2 separate regions of the Sus scrofa genome follow, and region 2 is linked to region 1. The links are chromatin contacts, called in public Hi-C maps. All regions are on one chromosome and are shown on one strand. Each heading gives the region's core, a stretch centred on a gene start, on an enhancer-like site or on the middle of the called end of the contact. The rest is flanking DNA. Distances are from core to core; before and after follow the strand shown.

Region 1 (7,606 bases), core at 2,973-5,472:
CCTCACAGCCCTCCAAGGGGCTTTGGAACTGCAGTGGGACAAAAGTGAGGAGATGATCCCACAGCTGAGTGGACAGCCGGGCCCAGGGCAGATGGAGGATGAGGCAGAGACTCTGATGGGCCTGTAGCACTTGTACAAGGCCACCTGAAACCTGGAACAAGAGGGAACTCCACAGAACTCCAAACATGAAGCCCCGTAAAACTGCAGATGTCGGCAGGAAACCTAGAGATAGACCCATAGCCCAGCACTTCAACCAGCCTGAACAAGTCGCTGTGTCTAAGGGGTCCATGAGGTTCCAGAGGATGCTGCTTGGTTCCATGGACCACCTGTCCCCTTGGCCATCAAATGATCACATAAGCCACATTCCCTGCTAATCAAACCAGAGATGAACTAGGATGACATTTGAGAGACTGACTTGACCTAAAGGGGTATTTTTGTTTTGTTTTTGTTTTTTTGGCTGTGCCCATGCCTTGTGGAAGTTCCCAGGCCAGGGATTGAGCCACTGCAGTGAAATCCCTGATCCTTAAGCTGTTGCAACAGAAAGGAGCTCCCCCAAGGAGTATTTTTGAAATTTTTATTTTACTGAAGTATAGTTGTTTCACAGTGAGTGTTAGTTTCTGGTATACAGCAAAGTGATTCTGTTTTATATATATCTATATCTATCGATATATATAGATATACGTGTGTGTGTGTGTGTGTGTATTCATATATGTATATATAAAATGTGTGTATATATTCATATTCTTTTCCATTATGGTTTATCACAGGATATCGAATACATTTCCCTATGCTATATGGTAGAATCTTGTTGTTTATCCATCCTCTTTGTAGCAGTTTGCGCCTACTAATCCCAAACTCCCTAGTCATCCCTCCCCCCTTCCCTCCCTCTTGGGTTGGTTCTCTGTTTGTGAATCTGTTTCTGTTTCACAGATAAGTTCATTCATGTCAGATTTTAGATTCCACATGTGATATATCGTATTTGTCTCTTTCTGATTTATTTCACTTAGTGTGATAGTCTCTAGGTCCATCCCTGTTTCTAAAAATGGCATTATTTCATTCTTTTTATGGCTGAGTAATATTCGCATAGACCCATCACATCTTCTCTATCCATCCATCCATTGATGGACATTTAGGTCGCTTCCATGTCTTGGCTACTGTAAATAGTGCTGCAGTGAACATAAGGGGGCATGTATCTTTTCAAATTAGAGTTTTGTTTGTATATATGCCCAGGAGTGGGATTGTTGGATTGTATGGCAACTATATTTTTTGGGTTTTGAGGAACCTCCAAACTGTTTTCCATAGTGGCTTCCCCAATTTACATTCAAGGGGTATTTTTATTTATGGTACCAGACTAAGTTGGTTAAAGATTTTTCTCCCATGATCCAGCAGGTAGAGGTCTATGAGAAAGAAAGACCCAATTATAAGGGGATGCGGAAATCTATATTTTCTTTATATATGATTACAGTGTGAATACATCTGTAGTCCTTCTATGCTATTATTAACCAGGTGTTTTTACCCCAGAATCTAGACATTACACAGAGAGCTGTTTTGGTGGAAGATGGCTCAGACTCACATATCATAGCTGCTTGATTACAATATTGAATGTGACTCATGTTTGGCCCAGAATTTATGTTATTAACAAACACAGCTCAGTAACTGACATTGGAAAATTAAGAGACCTGCAATTTTTGTGCAAAAACCTGGTGTCAATTCTTAAAGGTAACTTTGAGGCAGGTTAAGCTTGAATCCTATAAAAAACTTTAAAACTTTCTTCTTTTAGTATGGTCAAATGATATTTGGTAATTTGATACTACTTTTTTTTTTTTTTTTTTTTGTCTTTTTGCCATTTCTTGGGCTGCTCCCGCGGTATATGGAGGTTCCCATGCTAGGGGTCGAATTAGAGCTGTAGCTGCCAGCCCACACCAGAGCCACAGCAACGCCAGATCTGAGCCATGTCTGTGACCCACACCACAGCTCACGGTAACGCCAGATCCTTAACCCACTGAGCAGGGCCAGGGATTGAACCTGCATCCTCATGGTTCCTAGTCAGATTCGTTAACCACTGAGCCATGATGGGAACTCCAATTTGATACTACTTTTATACAACACTTTTTAAAAAGTCACTAGCCAATTTAATCATCATTTCATCTCATTAAGCTTTTTGAGAAAACATCTTGTGATGTCTCCATCTCTAATCAGGGTCAAGGGTCAAGCAGCCCTAAAAATTAAAGGCGATGGAAGATTACAGAACCTAAGCAGTATTCTCATTATTATCATTTCACTGTAGCCAAAAAAAAAAAAAAAAAAAAAATCTAATGCCAGCATTTTGCAGTTTTCACACATCTTCTCCGTTTCTGGATGTCACAGCCCCAAATGGGGAGTCCAGAAGAGACAGTGTTTCCTCTAAAGTGGTCACAACCTCAGAGTCCCTCCCCGGTTCCCCTCAGCCCTCAGGACACCTCTGTGTGAGTCTGCATGACAGTGGCCCTGGCTGGGCTCCCAGAGCTCTATTCTTTTTCCTTTCTTTTTGATTTTTTTAAGTATAGTTGATTTATGATGTTGTGACATTTTCTGCTGTATAGCAAAGTGACCCAGTCATACATATATATACATTCTTTTTCTCATACTGTCTTCCATCATGTTCTGTCCCAAGAGACTGGATATAGCTCCCTGTGCTGTACAGCAGGACCTCATTGCTTATCCATCCTAAATGGAACAGTTTGCATCTACCAAGCCCAAACTCCCCCTCCATCCCTCTGCACCGCCCCCCCACCCTGCCCCGCGCCAGCCCTTGGCAACCACAAGTCTGTTCTCTATGTGCCAGAGTGATATTATTAATAGTGTTTTCTTTCTCAGAAGGGACTGGCTGGGCAATTCTTTGACTCCAGGGGATTTTTTTCCCCTCTTGCCAAATCATTTGATTTCTGCCGGTGCATGCCCTCCTTGCCTCTTCCTGGCAAGCTTCAGGGCTGATTTCCAATCCCCGCCCAGGCACCCTCTTCCAGGGTCATGTGAGTTCATGGAGTTTATTTTTCTCATCACAATTTTTTTGGCTACAGTTATTCTACATGGCTCTTTAATTGCCACCGAAAATATACAGTTGTTTTATATATATATATATATATATATATATATATATGGAAAATTGTAAATTTCAGTAAAATGTAATGACTACAAAAGGTTCGTTGCAAAACAAAGTTTTAAAAAAGAGCAAAACTCCACGTCCTAAATTCTGAGTGGACTACATGGTCCAAATTAGGTAGCAGTTAGGCATAGATTAATGTTCATTTATATTACCATACAAACACAGACAAGAATGCAATGACAACATAACACTTGGAAGGAAATACAACAAAATGTTTATAGGAATGGACCTCTATGTTGTGAAATTGCCAACGATTTCGTTGTCCTTCTAATTTTCTTCACTTTCAAAATTTTTCTATAATAGGCATCCATAAGTTTTATAATAAGAAAAACGCTTTTAAAACCACCAGCTCTTTTTTATTTCCTTATTCATGCTAGCTAGAATTTACAGTTTTCTAAAATGACAGTAGATGTGTGTGTGTGCTGTTCCTGGGGGGGTGGAGGGCAGAATATAGGAAGAGGGAAGTTGGAAAGAACAGCGTTTTCATAAGGAATCAGTTTATGCTATTGTCTTAGCCCCAAAGGAGTTTACTTGAATTGCCCCCAAGCCTTTCATTTGCAAACGTGGGTTATAAGCTATAATGAACATTGGCTGGATTTTGACGCTGCAGAAGGCATTCTGCCTTCTTAAGGACAGATATTAATTTTTCTCCAGAGATTACCTTCTATCTGGACTAGTTCCACTGTCATCTGGGGTCCCACACTTCTCTGAACTGGGAGTAGGTACACAGACCCAAGTATAGCTCCTTCTCCATAAATCTGAATTTTGAACAGGGGAACAAAAGGACTAAGGCCTTGGCTGGAACTCCAGCAGGTGCTGGCAGGTCCTTGTCATGCCTGCTCCCTTGTCTGGGACCTGACTTGAATAAATTCCCTTCTGCTTAAAGCTGTTTCTTTTGCTTGTAAAGCACCTGTGCTGTCGGTGGTTTCACAGCTGGCCTGGAGCTGCTCTTAGTTCCATAGACGCCTGGACATTTGACTTTGACTCTTGGCCAATTGAAGGTCAGTGGGCTAACCACCCAACCAGCTAATGATTTATGAGGCATGGTTTGCAGTCTGACACTCCCCTGGTGAAGCCCAGCCCTGGATTGTTTGTTTATGGTGGTGTAACCATTCAGTCTGGCTTGGTTAAGGTGACCAGGGTGCATAAGACTCTGGGAACTGCCTGGAGGACTTGGGGAACCTGAGATTCAGAGCACAGATCTTAGTAGTTTAATCTGGACATGCGGCAGCTTCTTCTAAAAATAAGAATCCTGTAGCCCTTCGCCTAGAAGCCTCTCGGATTCTCAGTGCTCGAGTGTACTCTATTTCTCTTGCTGAACCAATGGCTTTGGCATTATTTTAAGCCTTATGAGAGGGTGCTCTGTGAGGTCTTCCAAGTCCTTTAGCCTAGCTTAAACTGAGTAATCTTTTCTTTCTTTCTTTTTTTCCTTTTACAGCTGCACTCACGGCATGTGGAAGTTCCCAGCTTAGGGGTCGAATCGGAGCTACAGCAGCTGGCCTATGCCACAGCCACAACAATGCAGGATCCAAGCCACATCTATGACCTATACCACAGCTCATGGCAATGCTGGATATTTAACCCACAGAGCAAGGCCAGGGCTCGAATCCACATCCTCACAGAGACTATGTGGGGTTCGTAACCCACCAAGCCACAGTGGGAACTCCCTAAGATGAGTAATCTTTATGGGACCCTCACCGGTCCCATTGTTGTACAGCATAAATTATCACAGCCTTGTCAGTTAACTATATTTTAATAAAACCTTAAAAAAAAGTTTTAAAAAAGAAGTTGGGAGATAAATGTGGACAAATGTGGACCCTTCTCTGCATGTGATGTAACTCTCTCCTGTCCCTGGAGTGATGTCACCACCACGGTTTAATGGCAGAGGGCGTGAGCACGGTTGGTCACGTTTCTTGGCCACTTCATCTTGATCTTGCCTCCTCCACATAATTCCTTTCTCTGGTTGCACCCTTTGGGCTTCTATGCCATGCCACAGTAGCTTGATGGATCTTAAACTAAGATCTGGTGGGGTTTTTGAGATTTAGTGATCTGTGTGTTCCCAAAATGCTATTTCTGCACTGTGGTCAAGCTGTAGACTAGTTCTGGTCCGCAAAGAATTACAGGATTGACAAGCCCATATGCCTCTGATTTAGAAAGAATCTGTGCCTCCATGCCTCTTATTTAGAATCACAGTTACTTTTTGCATCTTTTAAAATCTCCCCTCCTGTCTGAGAGCATCTTGATTTTGGAGACTTGCCATTCATCTTCCCATCCCCAACACCATCAAGCAAATGCCCTGCACGTAGTAGGTGCACAATAAGCATTTATAGAATAAACCTATGTGTATCTGTGTCTATATATTTGTTGGACAAACTACCAAGAGCACCCCCCCTTTGTTCTTCCTTCTGTTCTATTGTCATGATTTTGAGAGAGACTAAAAGGAAGTACAGCAAATTGATGCAGGAAAGGAATCTTTTTAAAATTTTTTTTGTCTTTTTGTCTTTTTAGGGCCACACCCACAGCATATGGAGGTTCCCAGGCCAGGGGTCTAATCAGAGCTGTAGCCGCCGGCCTCCACCACAGCCATAGCAACGCCAGATCTGAGCCTCGTCTGCGACCTACAGCACAGCTCATGGCAACGCTGGATCCTTAACCCACTGATCGAGGCCAGGGATTGAACCCACAACCTCATGGTTCCTAGTCAGATTCATTTCTGCTGTGCCATGACGGGAACTCCCAGGGCAGGAATTTTAAAAGGCAGCATCTAGTATTTGGAGTAGGATGATTTTTGATCATGCACATCATTTGCTGGCTATGAGTCCTGGGCCCGACACAGCCTAATCTCTTTTCTAGTCTATCCCGTAGAGCACTGAGAGACAAGGACCAGCATTCTTGAGGAGCCAGATGACTCTAGATCCCCTGAAGCCTCTGTATTAGCCCATAGAAAAATTCCTTGTGTTCCATATCATTTTACTTGCCCTTTGTTGATTCGAATTCTTGAAAAGGGCTGCAGTTCCGCAGAGCGAGGCATTTTTGTACAGCAGCCAGATGTATGGATTCTGGAGACAGACTTGGAGGAATCAACTTACATTTCCATGGGGAGTTCCCTGGTGGTCAGTAGATTAAGGATCCAGCATTGTCACTGCTGTGGCTCTGGTTACAGCTGGGGTGCAGTTTCCATCCCTGGCCTGGAAGCTTCTGCATGCTGCAGGTGCTGCAAAAAAAAAAAAAAAAAAAAAAAAAATTACATTCCTACGATTACTGGTCCTAGCCTTGGACAGGTCATTCAACCATGCTAGGCTTTAACTTCCTCCTTTGTCAAATGAGGGTAATAAAAGCATTAACCTTTTAGGTAGTTACGAGGATTGAATGAGTTAATTTATCTAAAGAGTGAAGATTAGTACCAGACACATAGTAACCCCCTTTTCTTTCATGTAATTATTCAAAAAACTCCATACTGAAGGCCTCACCAGCCAGGAATTTGCAATGCTCCAGAAGCCTGCTCATAACTGCTGTACGCCTTTCTCTGGGTTATTCTTATATGCATTCTCTCTGGGCAGGTTTTCAGGTGCAAACACATGTTGGAATTTGCGGGGGTGGTTGGGGAGACTGTCCCATTCCTCTTGGGTGGGCACTTTTCATTTTCAGGGCATTGGATAGCAAATACAGAGGCTTAAAGCGATTAAGGAGAAGGACCTCTTGAGTAAGAGTGCCTTTGATTCAGGTGAAGATGGAAGTGTGTCTCCTTAAATGAAAAGGATAAGAAAGAGTTAAGTGTCAGACACAAACCCGGTCTCCCTCTCAGAAGCTCATTTGTGAGTTTTGCTACAGGACAGTCCCAGCTGGCCCTCCCCGGGGGACCCCGTCTCAGTGCATAAAGCTGGCTGTTTCACAGCTCCGTGAAAGACAGCATCACACCCTTCACCTTTAAAAGGCCTGGATGATGGCTGCCCACACACTAATCTTGTTATCCTTGGAAATCAAAACCTTAAGTTAGAGCAACGTGAAATGGAAGAACTATCATGACTCATTGAGATCACTGAGACCAAACCAAAGATTTAAAATAATTAAAGTTGCTGAATAACATGTCTTTTCTTCGATGGATGCCTTTTCCTTCCTCTCTCATCCTCCCCGTGCTAACTTCTCGGGACAACTCTATGCGCGTAGGTGGTCACAAAACCTCTCTTGTCCAAATGGGGCGGGGGCGACCAGCTCCATCACCTGATGGGATGCTGGGAGTATGGGAGGGTCTCTAGAGGAAACACCTCGCGAAGCAGTGTATCTCCCTCCACTAGGATGTCAGAGGTGGGTTGTGGCTGTGGAATCTCCCTTTTAAAGGGTTTACATGTTGGGCACCCTAAGCGATTAGAGAAGTCAGTACACCTGCTACCGTTGTGAAGGATAGCATCACTGATCCTTGAGAGACCTCTGGTATTGAAATCCACCTCTGAACCTACACAC
Region 2 (7,606 bases), core at 1,991-4,490, 770 kb after region 1:
CCGGAGTGTGAACCAAAGGTCCCACGCCTCCGCAGCTCACCTGGCTTTGGGGAATCAGGCCAAGGCGAGTGGAGGGACTTTCTGAGACACGTGTAAGAGCTATGAACCAGGGAACCCACAGCCATATTTCTGTGCCTGAGAAGCCCATTTCCTCTTTCTCTCTGGGTCCCTCCAGCCCGGCTTGTCAGAGCAGGAGCCTGCGGTTCTCAGAATTGAGCTTGACCTCAGCCCTAGTTCGGATGAATTGGGGAGAAGAGACCAGGGCTCGGGACCACTGGCCTCTCTCACTTCCCCAACCTCCTACCTCCTCCTCACAGGGTTCAGAAGCAGAAAGTAGCGCCCAGATTCCCAATTTGCATTTTCATTCAGTTGCCTCTCTCTGAGTCCCCTTGGTTTTGTCAAACGGAGCCAATCTATTGTGTCTGTTGCTGTCTGTGTATAGATTCCCTGCTGCATCCGAATTGCAGGAGGCGGGTGTCTATTTGCACAGTCACTGTTAACAACATATGGTGTTACTCTCCCTGACAAACTGGACAGGAGTGGGGTTTTTTTGCTTGTTTGTTTTAGGGCCACACGCACGGCATATGGAGGTTCCCAGGCTAGGGGTCCAATAGGAGCTGTAGCCGGCAGCCTACACCACAGCCACGCCAGATCTGAGCGGAGTCGGCAATGTACACCACAGCTCACCGAAAGGCCAGATCCTTAACCCACTGAGCAAGGCCAGGGATCAAACCCTCATTCTCATGGATACTAGTGAGATTCATTTCCACTGAGCCACAAAGGAACTCCTAGGAGCTGGGTTTTAAAGCGGTGTGCACATGTGCATCTGTGTGTTCATTTATAAAGTCATATGTGCTCAGGGAAAAAATTGAGAGTGGAGTGGAGAGAAAGCCGACCACAGGGCACACCTTGGGAGCCACCACCTAGAGCCCATCTTTGCTCCTTGCATCTCCCACTTCCTTTGGCGCTGTAGCCCATAGGCCACAGGGGAACTCTTCAGGAGTCTCTGCAGGCCACCTTGCTTCTCCCCAGAGCCGGCAAAGCCACTTTTAAAGTCCCCCTTCCCCGATCCCTGCAGAAAATAGCAAGAGGTCTGCAGTGCAAAGAGAGAAGACTTCTGAAGATCGCTGTCTGCTCCAATGGGACTGCACAGACCCTGCCAAGGTCAACAGAAGGAACAGCCCCCTGGAAGCGTGGACGGACGCCTGCCTGCCTGCCTGGAGCAGGCTGTGGTCTTGGGCAACTGTCCTACCCTGATCATCCCAGGATGCCTGGAGGGAGGAGCACCCCCTGCCACCCTGCCCAGACCGACAAGGGCTCTGACTACCTGAAAGATTCCCTTGTGGACAAAGGAAGTGGCTGCCTTTGTGCTTCCCCATTTTCTTCTCTAGCCATTCTTCAGGAAGAATTGGGGAATGGTCCCAAGTGAACTCAAAGGCTTACCTTGACTTTTGGAGAGCCGGTTTTTTTTTTTTTTTTTTTTTTTTTTTTTCCTTTTTTTTTCTGAGGAAGCACAAGAAACAGCAGCAGATCACACCTAGCGCAGGGGGCCAGGTGTATGGCGGATGCTCAGTAAGAGATTCCCGGAAGAATGTAAACTGCCTCTGTCCCAGGCTCTGTCCCACTGCTGTGTGTCTTTGCCCCTTTCTGAGTTTGGTTTCCTTCTGTGAAATAGGGATGATGATGGTAACACCCCCTCACGGAGCTCATTCCAGGATGAAATGAAGTCACTCACATGAGTGAATTAATGTCAACTTTAAAAGGTGACACACAGCAGTGGGACAGAGCCCGGGATAGAAGTAGTTTATGTTCAAGGATGGGAGAGTTGAGTGCTAGGTATCAGCTATGCTCCAGAATCAAGGCGTTAGTGGCTAAAAATCAGTTCTCATTTGTTCATTGACACTCTTCTATTCGTTGAATACAAAATCTAACTTTAAGAATAATCTCCTCCCTTGCCCCGCCAATGGAACTCAATGGAGCTATTTTCTTTTGTGGTAGAAAAAAAAGTTTTTTCTTCTACAAATTGGGCTGTATGCAGAATAAGGGCCGCCCCCCCCCCCCCCCCCCGCAACCCTGGCTGCACAAAATGTGCACAGCACTCTTCCAGCAAGCACCGAGGCTTGCTCTTATTTACACTTATTTACATATCGAGCCAGATCTCCATGGCTGCCTGCCCGGAAGCCCTATTTTTAATTGTTTGGCGCCCCAGCCACCCTTCTGACCCTTTCTGGCACTTTTCTGAGGATTTCCGGCCACTGCTAGCTTGCAAGGGAAGGCCCCCAACCAAACCGTAAGCCTCCAAGTTCAGCATCTCTAAGCCCTTTTCCAAGAGGAATCTCCAGGCAGGTGGGGCTGCGCGCCCCCCACCCCATGACGCAGAGGGGATTTGGGCTCAGGCCGGAGGGCCAGCTGCGTTCCACGTGGATAAAAGGACAGAGGACAAGAAAGCAGCTGCCCTGGGCTCTCCAGCTTCCTTCTCTCGCTGCGCTTCTGAAAGAATCAGGAGTAGTTCCCAGTGAAGGCAAAGGGCTTGTCCTGAAATTCAGACCGGTTGGCGGGTTCCCTCCCCCACCCTTCTTCTAAAAAACAGCATTTCCTTGACAGCAATAAAATATGTACTTATAAATATTTTCCAAGAGTGCCCTCTAGTGGGAATCTTAAGGCAGTGGCGCATCTTACAAATGTGACTTGGATCCCAAACTCGTGAATAAAAATAAAGCACATTCCACCGCAACCTTCTTCACACGTGACCTGAAAATAGATCCCGTTTCTTCCACGAGTCCATACAATGTCACATGCCCTTGATTGGAAATGAAGGCTGTCTTAAGTCTTTAGAAGGAAATAGTGCTCCACTTTTAGAACTGGAACTTACACACGGTGTTCAGGAACTTTCAGTGCAGGGAAGTGTGTGGAACGGGACAATGGGTGACATCCATGCGTTGTATTCCTGGGCTGCGCCGGAGTTGCTGGCCGACTGCTTTTATTTGGGCTGCGGAGGGAGCCAAGGCTGCAATAGCGTCCAGCCCCAGAGGCCACACACACTGCTGGGTTTTCACCTTGGAGGATGTGGGACAATGAGTCATTTGTGCCTCTTCCTGGTTCTTCCTGGCCAAGGTCAGCTTTCCCACTGGAACCAAGCAGGCTGGCACAGAGCCCGCGCCGTCTGGAGCCTTCCCCTGGTGCCAAGCCCAGGAGAGGGTGTGGCCCCCTCCCCCACGCCTCAGAGGGCCCCAGTTCAGGCTCCTTCCGAGGCAGCCCTTGTCCGGGTCCTGAAACCTCATTCACGCTGCTCACTTCAGCATGAAGGGCCTCCTGGCGGAGGCCTGAGGAAATCACCAGCCCTAAAGAAAGGTTCCCAGGCAGAATTCTCTGAGGAGGAAACTCCAAGGGCTTCTGGCGGTGCTCACCCCTTCTGCTGAGCTGTCCAGAGACAATTCATTTTTCTGTTTGGATTGATTCCAGTTCATCGTGCAATCACTGCTACTATGAGTCCTCGTAAAATAGCTGCCATTTCTTCCTTTCTCCACTGGATACACATATGTTGAGCACCTACTGTGTACCAGACACGGTTCTAGACTTTGAACACCAAGACAAAGTCCTGACAGCATAGAAATGACAGTCTAATTTGGAGAAAGAGGATACACAAGCAAATATAGCAAGTTGAGGCCATGAATGAAACCAAGAGGGTATAATGGGATATATAGGGGATCCTGAGATGAAGCATCTGGGCAGACTGCTCTGAGAAGTTTACCTTAAGCATCTAGTATGTGCCAGCTATTTACTGTGTTAGAGGTTAAGGATACAAAGACAAACAGAAAATGCTGTCTGTACCTTCAAAGAGCTCAGAGCCCAATGGTGAAATAATACTTCCATAGGATTCAAACAACACCATCTCACAATAGCCCTAAGATCTATGCCTCACAATAAACCTGCCCAGTAAATTATATCATCTGCCTTTTATAGATGTTAAAACTGAGTTTAAGAGATATCAGTAGCACTGTCGAGGTTTGAATTAAGGCTTGTCTTATTTCCAGATTTTTTTTTCCTATGCCGTCTTTCTCGGTGGAAATGGGGAGATAAAAAATGAGATCCCAACCCAGCTCAAAGATTTGACACAGGCAGGCACACTGCGCTGTCCGAAGTGGGTTAACACTACGCTGCTAAAGTAGAGGAAGGACCGAGACCAACACTGGTTCTACCCACTATCAAACATGTGGCTCCTGCAGCTCTAGACAGTGGTACCCAAGCCTGGCAATAGATGACAGACTCCCTGGGCCTGTAGAGATGCTGATGAAATGCTCCTCCGCCAGACTAACTCAGATGCTCCAAGTCCACACCCAGGGCTCCTCCTTGGCTCCCCTTCTCAAGGCTCCTCTCAGCCAGCAGCCAGGGAGACAGGGTCGCCTGACTCTGGGAAAAGGTGACCCAACACTTCTGCCAAAGTCATTACTGCCGGACCCTGAGCAAGAACAGGAAGGAAGAAAACACCGCTGGAAGTGACCCCTGACTATTCCTCAGCTGCTGGTGGAGAGAGATAACAGCCCGTAGTGGGCTGCATGCAGCTGAAAGTGTTAGGGTTCAAGCCTCTTCTCTGTGAGCCATGCTGTCACACCAGCACTTCTGGAGGGAACGGAGGAAGTCAACTGGACCACAGCCCTGGGTGATTTGGGGTCAACTAAATAGCCTAGATCCAGAGGACAGCCACAACTGTCTTGACACTCGGGAGCGACTGAGCGGGTGCTGCGTGTTTGCTTGTGCTGGGACAGCAAGGGACAAACGTGTGTGTGACCACAGGGTTCTTGTGGGGGCTGGGAGGTAACTCCCCTCTATACATGCCCTGTGTGGCCTAATTTTTTTTAAATTTGTATTGAAATACAGTTGATTTACAGTGCCGTGTTAGTTTCTGGTATACAGCAAAGTGATACAAATACATATATAAATGTATGTATTCTTTTTTAGAGTCTTTTCCATTCTAGGTTATTACAAGATGTTGAGTAGAGTTCCCTGCATGGCCTCACCATATACAGATTTGTTTCTATTATAGAAATGCCTTGTTTCACACACTCTCCTTTCCTGTAATAAATCTGTATTCAATTTCTACCATGTACCAGGCACTGTGCTAGATGCCAGGGGATAGAGCAGAAAACAAACACACAAGAGGGCCCCTGGCTTTACAGTTTATATTCATCGGAATCTAAAGCAGTGGTTCTTAGCCTGGCAGCATGTTGGCGTCACCTAGAAAGCTTCATGGAATATGGACGTGGGCTCCACTCCTAAGAAGTCTGGTTTAACTGGACTGGGCTCCTGCTATCAGTGTTCGTGTCCGAAGGATATGGGAGGGTCTCTGGGGTCTGCAAGTGTCTAGTCCTCCCAGTTGTGCAGTGACCCCCCTTCCCTCTTGGGTTACGTGTTCAAGCCAGACATCCCCCAAGTGCCAGGATGTGGGAGGGAAGCACTCACTGTGTGCTCTGCTTCTATTTTTTCATTTCCCACATCATCTTTTTTTTTTTTTTTCAGCCAAGTTCTCGGGCCAGGGATCGAATGTTGTCCACAGCAGCCTCCCAAGCCACACCGATCCTCAATGCGCTGCCCCCCAAGAAAACTCCCAGGAGGCTTTTCTTCTGAACATAGAACCTTGCCAGTTCAGGTCCTGAAATCTGGATTCAGAGATGCCAGCCTTCGCTGTCTATCACCCTGGGCCACTGCCTCTGACTTTTCCCCTGCTCGCTGGCTTCGTTTTTGCTGCTTGAGTTCAAGCCCTTTCTGTCTGCACCGCTAAGATCCAGGAGGCTTCTCAGTTTGCTATGTGGCTCTGCTAGATGGCAACGACCTGTGCGGGGGACAGAAGGACCTTTCCCCTCCTTATCCAGACTCGTGCAGTATCCCTCTTGTCTCCATCCTCCTCAGCATCTCCCCAACCCAAGATATGTCCCTCTCTCCTGCCCCAGCATCTCTGAACACCTCTGTCGTGGGGGTAGAAGGTCCCAGAAGAGCCAGAAGGAGAGGCAGCACCTGAGGGTGGCAACTGGATGCTGTAAAACTCTCACCATCTTCCCCCTGCCTGATGGACGTCAGATCTGGAGGCAGCCCATCCACAAACATCAAAGAGAAAGAACAAAAATATATGTTGTTTGTATGTTGGTTTGTTTAATATCAAGAAGAGTTGATTTTCAAGCCCAGAGGGACTGAGCATGAGAGACTCAGCTTAATCAGAGGGCTCGGGCTTACATCATGCCCTGCAAATAATAATAATAATAATCATAACATAATAGTACTAATGCCTGTGTTACACTCGGAGCTTGAAATGATCAGTGACATTTCCCCTGATGAGGTTAAACAGCCGGGCTCTCTGGGCTTCGCATTTGCATAATAAAGTTCAGAAGTCACTGCCTTCTACATCTCTCTTAGCAGAAGCCTCCTGTTCTAGAGTCGGGGACTCCACATCCTCATGTGCTTCCATATGTGGTCCTGGGCCGTGATGCTAATCTTTGACTTGCATGTGAAATGTCAGCTTTTTTGCTTTTTTTTTTTCCCCGGTCTGCGAGAACAACAAATTATGTTTCTAAATGAGAAGATACCGTCTGTAATGGATAATACAATCTGAAAATGCAGAGGCAACATCTGTGACCTGTGGGGCGAACCTGGCAAGCTGTAGTCTATTTTTCTACCCTCTCAGTTGATGGGAAAACATCACTTTAGATAGAATAATTAATCATTAGTCAAAGTGGATATGGCCATTGGTTCCTCGCCTCTCAGACATCCCTGCCTTGCCTGGCGTAAATCAGGGAAATACATTCTTTAATATCCAATGGAATGTATTTCCAGGCAGCCTCTTTCCTCTATGAAGTCACCAAACACTTGGCAGAGACTGTCTGTCACCAGCTGATGGGGGAAGATGTTCCCAAGGTGCTATTTGAGGGAAGGAAAATGCAGAGCCCAGGGGAAGGGACACGGTGAGTTCAAGATGGCGCCATGAGTGGTGGCTCTTAGCTGAGTAGTGGCCAGTGTCGGGCCAGCACCATTCCTCATCCACGCTCATTGGCCCCTTTCCCCATCACTGTGTCCTCAGTCCTCCGTCCACCGCCAAGGCCCTGTCCCAGCGAGCAGGGCATGCCTTGGCCTGGTCCATCTTGGTGGCCAGTCCCCCAAATCTTGACATCCTTCTGGTTCTTTGATAACGATCAACTAATCATTTTGGGCCATTTTCTTTGCTTGATTCCAGGCTCTCTCTGGGTCCCTTGAAATATTTATAGCACCCAACATACTCCAAGAAAATAAAGGATCTGCCAAGTGTGGAAAGAAAAGAGGGTTGGAAGTCGGAATGGGAGGCAGGAATCCAAGGCACCTGGTCAGCCCAGACAAGTGTTTAGATTTTATTCTGAGTGAGATGGAAAGCCACTAGGGAATGTAGAGACAGCGGACCACAGATTTCTGTTTTAAGAGCAAATAACAAAAACCAAAAAGCATTTGCCAGGAGTTGCTGCTGTCAAGTAATGGGATTGTCAGCATCTTGGGAGTACTGGATCACAGGTTCCAGCCTCGGCCTGGCACAGTGGGTTGGGGATCCAGCGTTGCTCAGGTCATGACTGCGGCTCGGCTCAGATCT

Evidence for each region. A called contact is a pair of places that touch in the nucleus more often than the background predicts.
Region 2: a Hi-C map of skeletal muscle shows a contact between it and region 1, with 3 times the contacts expected there. The contact joins two enhancer-like sites. A contact is called at or near these places in 13 of 47 Hi-C or Micro-C datasets (alveolar macrophages, embryonic fibroblasts, epiblast stem cells and 7 more).

The regions. Positions count from the first base shown.
Region 1 is chr8:81,592,214-81,599,819 of Sscrofa11.1, forward strand. No RefSeq gene overlaps it. Among named protein-coding and RNA genes, the nearest start is that of TTC29, 150 kb to the right of the region's middle. Within about 2 kb of position 4,223, at least 7 of the 83 cell types and tissues checked have an H3K27ac peak or open chromatin away from gene starts, as enhancers often do. A contact at or near this core is called in omental adipose tissue and skeletal muscle, where this site is marked.
Region 2 is chr8:82,367,226-82,374,831 of Sscrofa11.1, forward strand. LOC106504715 (a long non-coding RNA gene) reads left to right here. Exons shown (of 2, transcript XR_001298398.2): 2 at 5,518-6,387. LOC106504714 (a long non-coding RNA gene) reads right to left here. Exons shown (of 2, transcript XR_001298397.2): 2 at 1,464-7,283. Among named protein-coding and RNA genes, the nearest start is that of LSM6, 57 kb to the right of the region's middle. Within about 2 kb of position 3,241, at least 61 of the 83 cell types and tissues checked have an H3K27ac peak or open chromatin away from gene starts, as enhancers often do. A contact at or near this core is called in omental adipose tissue and skeletal muscle, where this site is marked.